Linked DNA regions of Macaca mulatta: region 2 is linked to region 1. The links are chromatin contacts, called in public Hi-C maps. All regions are on one chromosome and are shown on one strand. Each heading gives the region's core, a stretch centred on a gene start, on an enhancer-like site or on the middle of the called end of the contact. The rest is flanking DNA. Distances are from core to core; before and after follow the strand shown. Region 1 holds the start of PGBD2 (piggyBac transposable element derived 2). Region 2 holds the start of ZNF692 (zinc finger protein 692).

What was found. A called contact is a pair of places that touch in the nucleus more often than the background predicts.
Region 2: a Hi-C map of liver shows a contact between it and region 1, with 3 times the contacts expected there. The contact joins the promoter of ZNF692 here to the promoter of PGBD2 in region 1. A contact is called at or near these places in 2 of 14 Hi-C or Micro-C datasets (fetal cortical plate and liver).

Annotation. Positions count from the first base shown.
Region 1 is chr1:69,453-75,956 of T2T-MMU8v2.0, reverse strand. It overlaps PGBD2 (piggyBac transposable element derived 2), which reads left to right and starts at 2,653. Exons shown (of 3, transcript NM_001258110.1): 1 at 2,653-2,747.
Region 2 is chr1:115,119-121,622 of T2T-MMU8v2.0, reverse strand. ZNF692 (zinc finger protein 692) reads right to left here and starts at 2,872. Exons shown (of 12, transcript NM_001261269.1): 1 at 2,858-2,872; 2 at 2,055-2,245; 3 at 1,752-1,783; 4 at 1,161-1,424; 5 at 431-479; 6 at 205-339. The coding sequence starts at 2,233. LOC114678402 reads left to right here and starts at 2,033. Exons shown (of 2, transcript XM_028848779.2): 1 at 2,033-3,186; 2 at 3,341-4,323. The coding sequence starts at 2,768. The coding sequence ends at 3,359.

The DNA.
Region 1 (6,504 bases), core at 1,404-3,903:
TTGGTTTAACATATACAAATCAATATATGTAATTCATCACATAAACAGAACTAAAGACAAAAACCACATGGTTGTCTCAATAGAAGCAGAAAAGATCTTTCATAAAATTCAACATTCCTTCATGTTAAAAACTCTCAATAAACTAAGTGTTGAAGGAAAATACCTCAAAATAATAAGAGCCATAGATGACAGACCCACAGTCAGTATCATACGTAATGGTCAAAAGGTGGAAGGAATCAAGCAACTTGTAGCTGAGCTTTAATTGCTGCTATGTACCACCATCATTAACCACAAGGTGTTACTTAGTCAATGCTTGATGGACATGAGAATTTTTATATGTAAAATCTCACCCCATACATACACACAAAAACATGTACAGGTGAAATAAACTAAATGACATAAATTAATAAATGTATGTTTAATTCCCCAAGTCCATTTTCTTCTTCTTTTTATATGTTTTTTCTTTTTTTTTAATTTGTTAACTCCCTAAAGCAAGATAGTATCTATAAACAAACTAGGCTGCAAGGCTTTTATGAAATTTACTCATAATACACATAATTTAAATATTTTCCCCCCAATTTTTTCCTTAAAGCTTATTTAGCCTATTTCTCAAAGACAACTTCAAAATATATATTTTCCTCAAAGGATTCTAGCTTAACAGGCTAAGTTTTTTGTTTTGTTTTTTCCCAATTCCTATTATGCAGTTCTGCGATTCTACCCAAAATTTGACATTGTTTTCAAAGATTTGACTTTGTTTTTAAACGTAGCTTTATTCAAAGCAATGCACTGAAAATGTCTAGACGGGCTCTTTGCAGCTCCATAAACACTTACACTTGGTCCTGATCTTTTTATTAACTTTACATATGCAAGTATCCAAATTGCAGTGACAATTCTCTCTAGATCATAAAGGTATGGAAGAAACAGCCAGCAAGCACACTATATATGTATCTTACTACTCCTTGTTCAACTCACCCCCTCTTTGACCTCATTTCTTTGACTCTCTTCGTTCTTTTGTCTCCAGCCATTCTCAAATGTGCTAGGCTTGCTTCGCCTCAGAGCATGTGCACATGCCATTCTTTCTGCTTCAAGTATTTTCCCCCTTGAATTCTGCATGGGGAATTTGCTCTTCATATTCTTTGGCTTTTCCCTCAAATACAACCTTCTTACTTACCAACCTTCCCTGACCAAATTATTTAAAACTGAGTTCACAAGTCTTATTGGTCCCCTTTGCTTCCTTTATTTTCTTCCTAGCACTTTCCACTTTGACACACCATATATTTTGTTTATTGTCTGGTTCTCCCGCTGAAATGTAAGCATCATGACAAGAGGGTTTTTCTCTTGTGCCTTTATTTTTTTCACTGTTCTAACAGCACTGCCCAGAGGAGTGACTGTCATAGAGAGGACACTCATTTAACACTTGAATGAATGAATGAATGAGACACAGGATCTGGGGAACAAAGCAAGTTAGAAACACTACTCTACCTCACCTAGAGTAGCACTCCCATTTTCCCAGAGCTCATGATCTGTCTCCTCAAATTGCTTATATGTGGAATGAATGATGACAAACTTATACGTGCCCTTCGCTCCAGAATCCCACAAATGAGCATGATTTTTTTTTCTTCTGATGCAGGTGTTTTGGAACACACTTTACAGTGACCAAATAACATTTGTGAAGTGTCAGGGTGGAGAAGCAAATACAAAGTCTTCACTAAGTGGCCCTCTTTTTGAATGTTAACAGGGTCTGGTCCCAGGGATTTCTGTGTTCAAAGCCTTTCAGGGCAAGGCAGTTTGCTGTGGAGTACACTGTCCTACATACCTAATAGGCTACTAGGTTTCAGCTGGACAAAGTCCTTATAGAGCCGTGATTCTCAAGGGGTAGGGGGAGACACTTTTGTCATAACTAGAGTGGAGAGAGTGTGGTGTGCTACTGGCACTTAGTTGCTAGGGGTGCTCAATATCCTACAATTAGGGTTATTTTTACGAAGTAAAACTATAGGTAGGTAAGGTAGCCAGATGAAATACAGGGATTTCCAGTTAAATGTGAATCTTAGATGAACAACACTGTTACCTGAAACTCAAATTTAACTGTATTTTATCCGTGACCCTGCCTCCTGTAATGCACAGGACAGCCTCCTTCCCTCTCAACAAAGAATTATCCAGGCCCAAAAAGTCAAGAAACCCTGCCATGCAGCAGTGGTTCTCAAGCCCTAGTTTGTACCACAATTACCTTCAGGGTTGGTAAGCCCGATTACTGGGCACACCCTCAGTTTCTGATTCAGAAGGCCTTGAGTGGGGCCCCAAGAATTGCAGTTCCATCAATTTCCCAGGTGAAGCTGCTGTTAGATTGGGGCCACATTTGAGAACCACTACCCTAGAAAGTCCCCATGCTCTCCTGATTAGAAGCGAGGAAAGTTTCCAAGGGAGGACGGGGGTGGGAGGATAAGGGAGATTGGCGGGAAGAGCCGGCCCGCTGGGGTGGGAGACGTTATTTCGGCCGTTCTGGCCTCGCAGGCGTTTTCGGGATCCCTCTAGGCGCCGCGGAGGTCCCGGAGTCTCGATGGTCGCTCGGGCCGGGGCGTGGCCTGGTTCGGGGGCGTGGCGTGGAAGGCGGGCCAAGGTGCGGCGGGCGCTCTCGTGCCGGACGTTGCGCGGCCGCGACGCCCGACGCCAACGCAGGCGCAGCGCTCCGGTTCGGCGCGGCTCATGGTCCGGTTCGGGCTCGGGAGGCTCCGTCTGGGCCAGGGCAGGTAGGCATCATTGTGCTCGCGCCGCAGGCAGGGCTTAGCTTGAGTGCAGGAGCGGTTGGCCTTGATGTTGCGTTTTCTCAACGGCGTCCGGAGGAGTTCGTCCTCACTGCTCCGCGTCCACGGTGGGCTGGCGGGACCAGGACAGGAACAATGGGATTCCGAGGGCCGCAAGGGGGCGCTCCCTCTGCGGGTTGGGGTGCGAGGCCGGAGGGCCCTGCTGAGCGGGAGGCGGAGCAGGAGGCGGAGCGGGGTGGGTGGGGACCAGGGCGGGGTCGGGCTAAAGGGGGATGGATTAAGGGCGCGGTGGGAGGGACCAGGTCAGGCTCGGGCGGGGTGGGCGGGACTAATGGGGCGGGCAGCCTGAGGCTGGCGGCCGAGCTGCGAACGCCGCGTCAGGTCCCGGGGCGGGGCGGCTCCGCGCCGGGGCGCGCTGGGGCCGGGTCGTTCTTAACTTTGCGTCCGCCTGGGAAGGCGCTGAGGTTTCTGAGGGTCTTTGTTTGCCCTTCTTTCCCTTTTGCTATTGAGATGAAGAGAGGGGAGGAAGTTCCTCCGTATCCCACAAAAGCCCTTCTGAGCTGTTAGGCTCCTGGCTGAGCTTTGGGGTGCTGATGTATAAAATGTCTTTTGAATAATGTTTATCTTGAATTAATTTCAGAATTTCAGAGTGTTACAAAACAAACAAAAATTCCCATGTACGGTTCGCCCAGATTTCGTAGGGGTTAACATCTTTTTTTACAGAACAGTCAACAAAACCAGGATATTAACACCTACAGGCCTTATTCAAATTTCTCTACTCTCACCTATTTCCGTTTTGTAATTTAGGCGCCAAGACAGCATTGGGTTGTCCTGTCTTTCCTTGGAGAAATTTACATTTTAAACAGCAGCTCTCCCGCCTCCCAACCCCCTAGGGCCCTTTAGAGTGGCCTGGGGAGCTCCAGGTCTCACACCAAGGTGCTTTTTCTTGCCGAGTGCCTGGACCAGTTTAGTTGAGAATGCCCAGTTGGACCTCTGGGCAGCTCGTGACCACCTCCTCCTCCCAGTGTTGCTCGTTCCTCTTCCCAGTGCTGCTGGGCTTGGTGAGTGGCACCTCTGTGCACCAGCCATAGGGTGCCAGAATCTAGGAGGCTTGCCTGATCAGCTTTCTCCCCTGCCCTACCCCCTCAACCAATTATCCAGACTTGATGGTTTCACGTTTTGAGTCCTCCTTAGGTGTGTCCATTTCTCTCCATAGGCCCCACCCTTTTGCCATAGCCTTTTTGTCCGTCTCCCTTCATCAGCGTTGGGGCCCTGCATACTCAGTTGTCCATACTGCAGCCAGAATCAGCTTGTTAACATGCACCCTTCATTCTGTTATGCTCTGCCTGTAATTTTTTTTTTAAACTTCCCACTGCTCTGATAAAGACAGGCCTCCTTAACAGGGCCTTCAAGTCTCTGCAGGGCTGGTCCAGCCTCTTGTACCGTCTCCCACAGATTCCCTACCCTGGCCGGACTGCTTTGCTTCTCCTGTGCTGTACCTTTTGCCTGGGGTGCTATTCCCTGCCTGCTGAGGGAGTTGTTACTCTTTCTGCAGCTCTCCATTAGGTTATCTTTTCCTCAGGGAGGTATTCTCTGACCTCCCTGACTAGGTCAGTTTCCGTTTTATGGGTTCTGATCAACACCTTCTTTCCTTCTTAGCCCTGTCATAGTTACAATTTTATGCATACATGCCTGGCATTCAGTATATACTTCAGATGTTTGCCAAAGGAATGAAAAGGTGATAGTGTGGCTGCCTAACAGCCTCTGTCTAGACATTATTCCCTTTGTGAGTTTGCTTGGTATGTGGGGGCACTGGCTACCGATGTCCCCTTCCTCTGTTGGTTGTCTCAGGCAGGGCAAGAAAGATGTAGGAGCCACATGTGAGAGGATGGAGGGCCTGGGGAGCACAGTCTGCAGACTCCTGAAAGGTAGAATTGGGGAGCACAGTCTGCAGACTCCTGAAAGGTAGAATGGGTTTTTGCTGAGCTTCTTAACTATGTATCCCCCTCTGTCCTGGTTGAGTCCACTGTAATTATTAGACTCTTCACTGACATATTTCCTATGCATGGTTTCAGAGACTCTTTTAGGAGTATATTTTAGTTAGGGTCAAGCATATATCAAGAGCTCCTGGTTCTTTTCTAAATAGTTGTCTCAAAGCCAGATAGTAAAGATGAAAATGAAAAGTCTGCGGCAGGTTGAGATGGATGGGATGCCCTGGAATGTGGCCATTTGGCTCTGTGGCATGATTAGTTTGGTTCAGCGAGTATTTATTGAGGGCCTGCTGCATGCCAGATGCCATGTTACCTTCTTGGGATACAGAGGTGGGGTCGACCTGAAGATGGACTATTAATTTCAGTCTATTGTGGTGAAAGCTGTGATAAGAGAAGACTTGATTGGAAGCCTGACGGATGAGAAGGACATTGCAGGGGATCCCATGGGCAGGGAATAGCACCCAGGCAAAAGGCACAGCACAGAAGAAGAAAGCAGTCAGGCCAGAGTAGGGAACCGGAGGAAGACAGGCTACAAGAAGAGACTGGACCAGCCCTCGGGAGTGGTCTGAACCTACAGGCGGAACTGGGTGGGGATAAGGCTAGGCACCGGGCTGTGGATGACTTTGATTTTATTTCAGAGCTCGGTTGGGTTGTGACCCAGGGCAAGCTCTTGGTAGGCTGTGAAGATGGGCTCATGCCCTAATGGCTGGAGGCTGTCAGTCTATATGTTAGTAAGTGGATGGGGCCAGCCTAAGGCACAGTGGAGGAAAAGGTGGTAAACTGCCGAGAGGTGGAGCAACTGTGAAATGGTAACACAAGTCAGGCTTCCTGACCCAAACCTGGCTGGACCTGGGGAAGAAGTCAGACTGTTTGAGTTTTATCAGTCATACTATGCATCCCTTAATGAAACATAATTTCTGCAGCAAAATGTGTGGATATTTATAAACAATTAGACTTTATGAAGAGCCTCAGGTCAGTCCAGGTTTTGCTGCCAAAGAGTTTGTTGCAAAGTTTTGAAAGAAAGTTCAGTTTTTAAAGCATATTTGGCTTTTGGAATTGTAGGTGAGGGGTTGTGGACCTGAAATTGTAGTTAACACTTGGGAAGCCAGGCCTGTTGTGTCTGCTTTACACACATTGACTCTTATTACTTTCACAATGCAGTGAAGGTAGGTACCACGATGATCCCATTTTACAGGTGAAAGACGAGGGCACCAGGAAGTCTCTTTGCTAAGTGACTTTCCAGAATCACACAGCTCATCACTGGTGGCTCCATGTTACACATTTTTCCTGGGCTACAGACTTGTGAAAGGGGGTCGGGAGAGATTGAGGGACTGAGGTCTTTCTTTCGCACCTCACACACCTGGCATCTGCCTGCAGCAAGCCTGCCTTAGTGCCAAGAAGGTCAGAGCAGAAGGGGAGCTGGAGCCCCACAGACATCACAGTCACACACTTGGATTTACTGAAGGCCCATGGGGACTCATGTCTGTGATTACTGGAGCTTATGATCTAATCAGGTCAGATGAGCTTTTCTCACAAGCCATAGAGGAATTTAAGTGTGATGTCAGGCAGACCAGAGATGGTCAGAGGCCCTGTGTATGGATAAGTTGGGATGTGGGCTGGCTGGGCTTTGAAGAAATTCAGGTAAACGATTTTATAAGGATTTTAAAAAGAGAGTCTTCATAAGGGACACAGTCTGTTACATGGGGAGATGACCTAATTTTCTTCTAGCCGTGCAAGATGTGTGTGTTCTG
Region 2 (6,504 bases), core at 1,623-4,122, 45 kb before region 1:
TTTCAGCCCTCAGTCTCCCTGCGCCTGACTTCACCCCTTTTCACCCACGCAGTTCAAAGCCTCTAGTTCTTTTTGCCTTCCCCAAAACCCACCCTTCCCTCCACACCAACAAGCCCTTCCCTCTAGTCTGCAAAGCTATGAACTGCCAGGCCAGCCGCCTCCCTCTCCTGCTCTGCTCAGCATTCTCCCTCAACCCCAACTTGCTCATCTGGGGAGGAGCTGTAGGTCCATAAGCTGGCATCACTGAGCATCTCCTCTTCATCCTCATCATCGTCCTCTTCTTCCTCACCCTCTTCCTCTCCTGGAGGTGGGAAGGTCTCTGGTGGGGGTCCCACCCTCCTGCAGTCCCAAAGAAAGCAAGTCTGAGGTCCTGCTCCCTCATCTTACCATCTATGCAATTCCGCCCTTTCCCTCCTACTCACATCCTCACCTGGGCAACCTGGCTTCTTGAGTCCTCTCATCATGCTCAGATTCCAAATCTGTGGGACAGGCAAAGTCAAAAGGGAAGGAACTCTGGACTCAAGGGATGAGGACATGTAAAGTTCTAAGGTCTGAAGTGATGGGAGACTCCTCTTTTTTTTTTTTTTTTAAATAGAGATGGGGTCTCACTGTGTTGCCCAGGCTGGTCTCAAACTCCTGGGCTCAAGCAATCCTCTTGCCTCAGCCTCCCAGAGTGCTAGGACTATAGGTGTGAACCACTGCACCCAGGCAGAGACTCTTGAGGAGGAGGGAGCAGAGGCTATTGGAGTAGGAGGCGTTGTTCTATTTCAGAGATGATATTCACACAGTTCACAAAACTATACAGTCAAAAATCTCCTTTCCAATACTGTCCCCCCATCGCCTACTTCTTCCCACAGGCAACCTGGTTTCCTATGTGCCTTCCAGAGATATGTTATACATTCACAAGTACTTACACACACACACACACACACACACACTCATTTCCCCTTATTTGTATTTTTCACCAGTGATAGCATACCATACACTGTATTTTGTTCTGCTTTTCGTGCCCAACAATGTATTTGATGATATATTTCTTTGTCAACATAGAGTTTTTCCATTGAAAAAGGATGATTTTTAGAGAACAGGGTTCTGAGCTACAGAAAATGGGAAACCTCCTTCCTCCCTTTTCTCCACAACTCTGCTTTTTCCCAGCCTACCTGCAAGCTCCTGCCCACTCGTGGCCTCAGAACACCAACTTCTCCGGGTAGTGTGTGGAAGGGAGGCTGGCTTGGGTGCCTCTGAAGGTGTGGGGCTCAAAGAGGGTCCCCAGGAGAAGGTATGGCCTGCTGAGCACTCCCACACAAGCCCCCCATCTTGGCCGCCAGGCCCCCGAAGGCCGGGCACCAGGCTGCACTCTCGGCTGTGGGCATGAGACAAGAGCACCAGATACTGCAGACGTTTTGGAGGCAAAGGCTCAGGACCTGGAGGGGTGGGGGAAGCAGTCAGGCTGAACTGGGAAGTCTCCTCTCACCCTGGAGAGCCATACCCAGGGAGCCCTGTTCCCTCAAACGCCAGGGCAACCTCAGCCACAGTCCAATTTATCATTCTTCAGAACCTAGACACACTAGATCCTGAGACATTGCTCCCTTCCCCACCCAGAGGTTGCTCCCATCAAACTACTCCGTGCTCCCCAACTTACCCCACCCTTCCCAAACTCACTCAGGGCTCCCTTTGAAAGGAGGGTGTTTCTGGGTCACCCTGTGGCCCCTCTTCCCTCTGGCTCTCACCCCCTGCCATCCCCTACCTACCTGCACAGAGGACACAGCCTGAAGAAGTGTACCTGCCAGGAGGAGAAGAGGCAGGTCAGGACTCAGGTGGCCAGCCACCCTCGGCCCTGGGCACCCACACATGTAAGGGGCCAGCCCTAAGGGCCGCTATTCGCTGAGACCATGAGGAGGGGAGCAGGACCCTGGGAGGCCACAGGTCACACAGGCCGTCCTGGTACAGTGAGAAACCTGAGGGTGGAAAAGAGCAGCAGGACAGGCCCTGGAGAGGAGGCTAGGGGCTGCTGCCTGGGTACCCTCCCCCAAGCCCCTCTCCCGGCCCCTAACCGGTCCAACAGGAACTTGGCGAGCTGCGAGTGCAGGGAGAAGCCCAGCCGCTCCTTGAGGAGGCACCACTGCTCCATGTGGCCGCCCAGGCGGATGCGGCACTTGCTGCGGCGCGCGTCCAGCTGCCGCCGCTTCTCCCGCCGCCTGCAGGACACGTCCACCGCCGGGGAGGAAGCCATGTGCACCAGAGGCTGGAGGGTGGAAGATGTCTTCAGCGCCCAGCCGATCCTGGGGCCCGAGGACCCGGCTCCACCTGTCGTTGGGGCCTCAGTTTCCTCATCAGTGAGGAAGACTCACTGATCTATGCAATTCCGGGGCAAGACTAAACTATTTCAACAGTAGTGGCAGGTGTGGAGCAAACCCCGTCCTTCTGCGATACAGGGTGTGGAAGCTCAGCGCTACCATGTGGGTGTCGCCGGGGGGGAGGCCGGCAGACACAAGCAGGCAGAACAAAGGCCTGCGCCCTCCAGTCCACTGAAGTGTAGCCGTGGGGAAGGAGCGATAGACTTTCACGGCAAATTTCAACTGGGCTGGGGGGGTCCACACATTTCATCTTGAAGAGGGCAGCGGCCTTTACTGCTTTGTAGGGGAAGGAAAGGTCGCGTCCTGGCGTGCAGCTGGGGTCGCTCTTCACAGTTGGGTCGAGTGACGGTGGGGGCCGGGGTCAGAGGTCTGGAGGGCGCCCCCCACCCCGTCTTGGGCACCCCCACTTAATGCTGGCAGTGAGTGGAGCGGACCAATCCCAATTGCAGCTCCCAGGTTGCCCAGAACCCCGTCGCGACCCACCCCCACCCCGACCTCACCTGTGCGCCCCCAAGCGCCCTCACCCCGACTGCGCCTGCGCCTGCGCCTCCCGGGCGAGGCGAGCAGGCCCGGAGCTGCTGGAAGGCAGGGGCCCACCTCGCGCGCGCAGCGTTTCTCTTTTAAGAAGAAACGGTGCTTCTCGGCGTCGGCTGCGGTATCCCGGAACTGAGGCCCGCGCCCCAGAGGGAGGGGCGAGTCGGAGGCCGACGGCGTGCGCCTGCGCACTGGGTGCCCCGCGCAACGCCCGCCGGGAACCGTGGTTCCCCGACCCGAGTCGCCCGCGCGTGTCACGGAGCCCCGCGGCAGTTGTGGTTGCGTCGCTTCTGTGGTGAGCGTCTGCGCTTGGTGACCAAAGGTTTGCGGGAAAGTGGAAGAGACAGGGTCAGGCCTCCTGCGCTCCAGCCCCAGCCCATCGGCCTGTCTGGGGGCGTTGCCTCTTCACTTGTGGCCGTTTTGTATTCACCTTCCATTTCCCCTCACAGTTGCCGCCCGCAAACGTGATGCAGAACCAGTCACTTTGAAAGCCAGCGGAGCCCTCTGGACCGCAGAGTCCCACAGTCACAGCCCACTTCTGTTAGCATCAGAATTCCTCCTCAAAGTCGCCGGCATTCTCTGTGGACTCTCGCTTCCCATCCTCTTCTCTTCAAACGGCTCTGACGGAGCTTTCCTCCCCGCCCAGCCACTGCAGTGGCGCTCCACAGGGTCACTGGCGACGGTCATCTTGCCACATAGCAGCTGTCAGTTCTGTCCGCCTCCCTGCCCTAGAAAGAGCGCGACTATGTAGCTCGCGTCTTCGTCAACCTTATGGCTCCCTCTACATTTTTTGGCCCCAGTTTTACTTCTCTGACTTCCTATGCTCCTGGTTTTCCACCCTCCTCACTGGCTCCCTCTTTCCTTTTTTTGGATCCATTCCCTCTGTTCTGCCAAAAGATGAAGTGTGCCCTGGCTCAGGCCTTGAACCAGATCTTCTCTCGTCTGCAGATGTTCTCTTGGGTGATCTAATTAGGTCCGTGGATTTAAATACACGATGGCTCCTAGCCTAGCCTTCTTTCAACTCCAGTCATATATCTTACTGCCCGCTTGACTTACCTGTGTTAACTGAGCTAACACATGTAACGAATTTAGGACAGTGCCTGGCATGTAGAGAGCACTGACACATGATAGCTGATTTTTCTCCCACATAAATATGGCAAACATGTAACAATAATGCCTGTACCCTCCACCATGTCAGTAAATGAAGGCATCATCCACCCCCTTGCTCAGAAAAAAAGGGAATCAGTCTTGATTATTTGCCTTTTATGACACCTAAACTATATACATCAGCAAATCTTGTTGGTCCTGTCTCCAAAAATTTATCTTAAATCCCATCACTTCCGACCCTCTCAATTGCTAAAACCCTACTGCAAGCCACTGGTATTAATTTTCTGTAACTGTTGTAATAAATTGTGTTGTTTTCAGCCACAAATTTGCTCCCTTTAGGCAGATTTATTTTCTCATGGTTCTGGAGGCCAGAAATCCAGATCAAGGCATCAGCGGGGCCACGGGCCATATAAGGGCTCTAGAGGAGAACCGTTTCCTTGCTGCTTCTGGCTTCTAATGGTGGCCAGCATTCTCTGACTTGTGGCCACATCACTCCAATCTCTGTCTCTGAGGTCACATTGCCTCCTCCTGTGCCACATCTCCCTCTGCTTCTCTCTTACAAGGATGCTTGTGAATGCATTTAGAGTCCATCCTTATAATCCAAATAATCACTTCATCTCAGTATCCTAAAGCAATTACTTCTGTAAAGTATTTGCCATATAAAGTAATTGGCTGCACATGGTGGCTTACGCCTGTAATCCCAGCACTTAGGGAGGCCGAGGCGGGTGGATCACTTGAGGTCAGGAGTTCGAGATGTGCCTGGCCAACATGGTGAAACTCTGTCTCTACTAAAAATACAAAAAAAAAAAAAAAATTAGCTGGGCATGGTGGCATGGACCTGTAATCCCAGCTACTTGGGAGGCTGAGGCAGGAGAATTGCTTGAACCCGGGAGGAGGAGGTTGCAGTGAACCGAAATTGTGGTACTGCACACCAGCATGAGTGACAGAGCAAGACTCCATCTAAAATAAAATAAAAGTAATCGCCACATGTTCTGGGGATTAGGACACAGATATCTTTTCCAGGACTATTTTTAAGCCTACGATACCACTATCATCTCACCTGGTCTATGGCTACATCTTCCTAATGGATCTGCCTCCTACTTTAACTTGTACCCTCACAAAGCAGGGATGATTTCCTCAAAGATCAAATCTTTTACTTAAAATCTGTAAGTGGTCTCCAGTGCAATCCAAAACCCTTATCGAGGCCTCAAGGCCCAACTTAATCTGGCCCTTGGCTTCTTCTCTGGCATCATCCCCCAACTTTTCCCACTTTGTCCTCCCACCTTTTTGCTATTTCTCAAGTGTGCCATGTATGCTGGAGGGAGTTATTTTGTCTCTGCAGCACTCATTTCTCCCCACAGCCCCCGCCCTGTCCCCCAGCCCACCACCCAACTCTTCATCTGTTTGCTCCCTTATTGTCATGTGAATCTCTATATAAGATCACCCACTCAGCTATGAAATCCCTCATTCAGAAAGCTCCCTTTCTTCAGTCATGCTCTACTTCACTGTGCCCTATTGTATCTTCTTTGTGGCACTTACTTTCTGAAATCATCTCAGGGACTTATCTGTGTGTTTCGGGGTTTTTTTGTTTTTTTTTTGAGACAGAGTCTCGCTCTGTCGCCCAGGCTGGGGTGCAGTGGCCGGATCTCAGCTCACTGCAAGCTCCGCCTCCCGGGTTCACGCCATTCTCCTGCCTCAGCCTCCCAAGTAGCTGGGACTACAGGCGCCCACCACCTCGCCCGGCTAGTTTTTTGTATTTTTTAGTAGAGACGGGGTTTCACTGTGTTAGCCAGGATGGTCTTGATCTCCTGACCTTGTGATCCGCCCGTCTCGGCCTCCCAAAGTGCTGGGATTACAGGCTTGCGCCACCGCGCCCAGCCCTGTGTGTTTGTTATTGGTAATATAATGATTGTTGACTAGCCCAGCCTTCTCCTCTGCAGCCTAAATATCTCAAATGACATGGTGTCCAAACATGAACACCCTTAGGATGAGCCCAGTGTGTCCTGTGCATATTCCTTTTGATTTGTGGTATCAGTGACTCGGCCTACTTGTCTGACTAGTGTAAGGTAGGAAAGAAGATGTCCCAGCTACTTTACTCATTAATGAAAGTGTAACTTTTACATCAAAAGAGCAGGACTCCATCGAGAACAAACTTTATCCTTTCCTCAAGGTCCCTAAAAGATATCTGCAAAATCATTGTGATTTCATCAAAGGGAATGAAAGGTCTTATAACTCTTGGTTACTCTTAGAATGTTGGGTCTCACTTTGAGGTCCAAGAACATTCTTGGTTCTCTTGGTTTGATCTTGTTTAAAATAATAAAATGAAACTACTGCCAATGCCCAGCTCTTCAATAACCCTCTCCAAATAAATCTCTCAGCCTCTCTTTAATTTCTTATATCATCTAGGTAAGGAATGAGCCAACTCTCTCAAAAACAGTCATCAGCCCCTTCCTTTGTAAGTGCTACAAAGGAGTGCTAACATTCTAAGGAGGGGTTATCTGTAAAC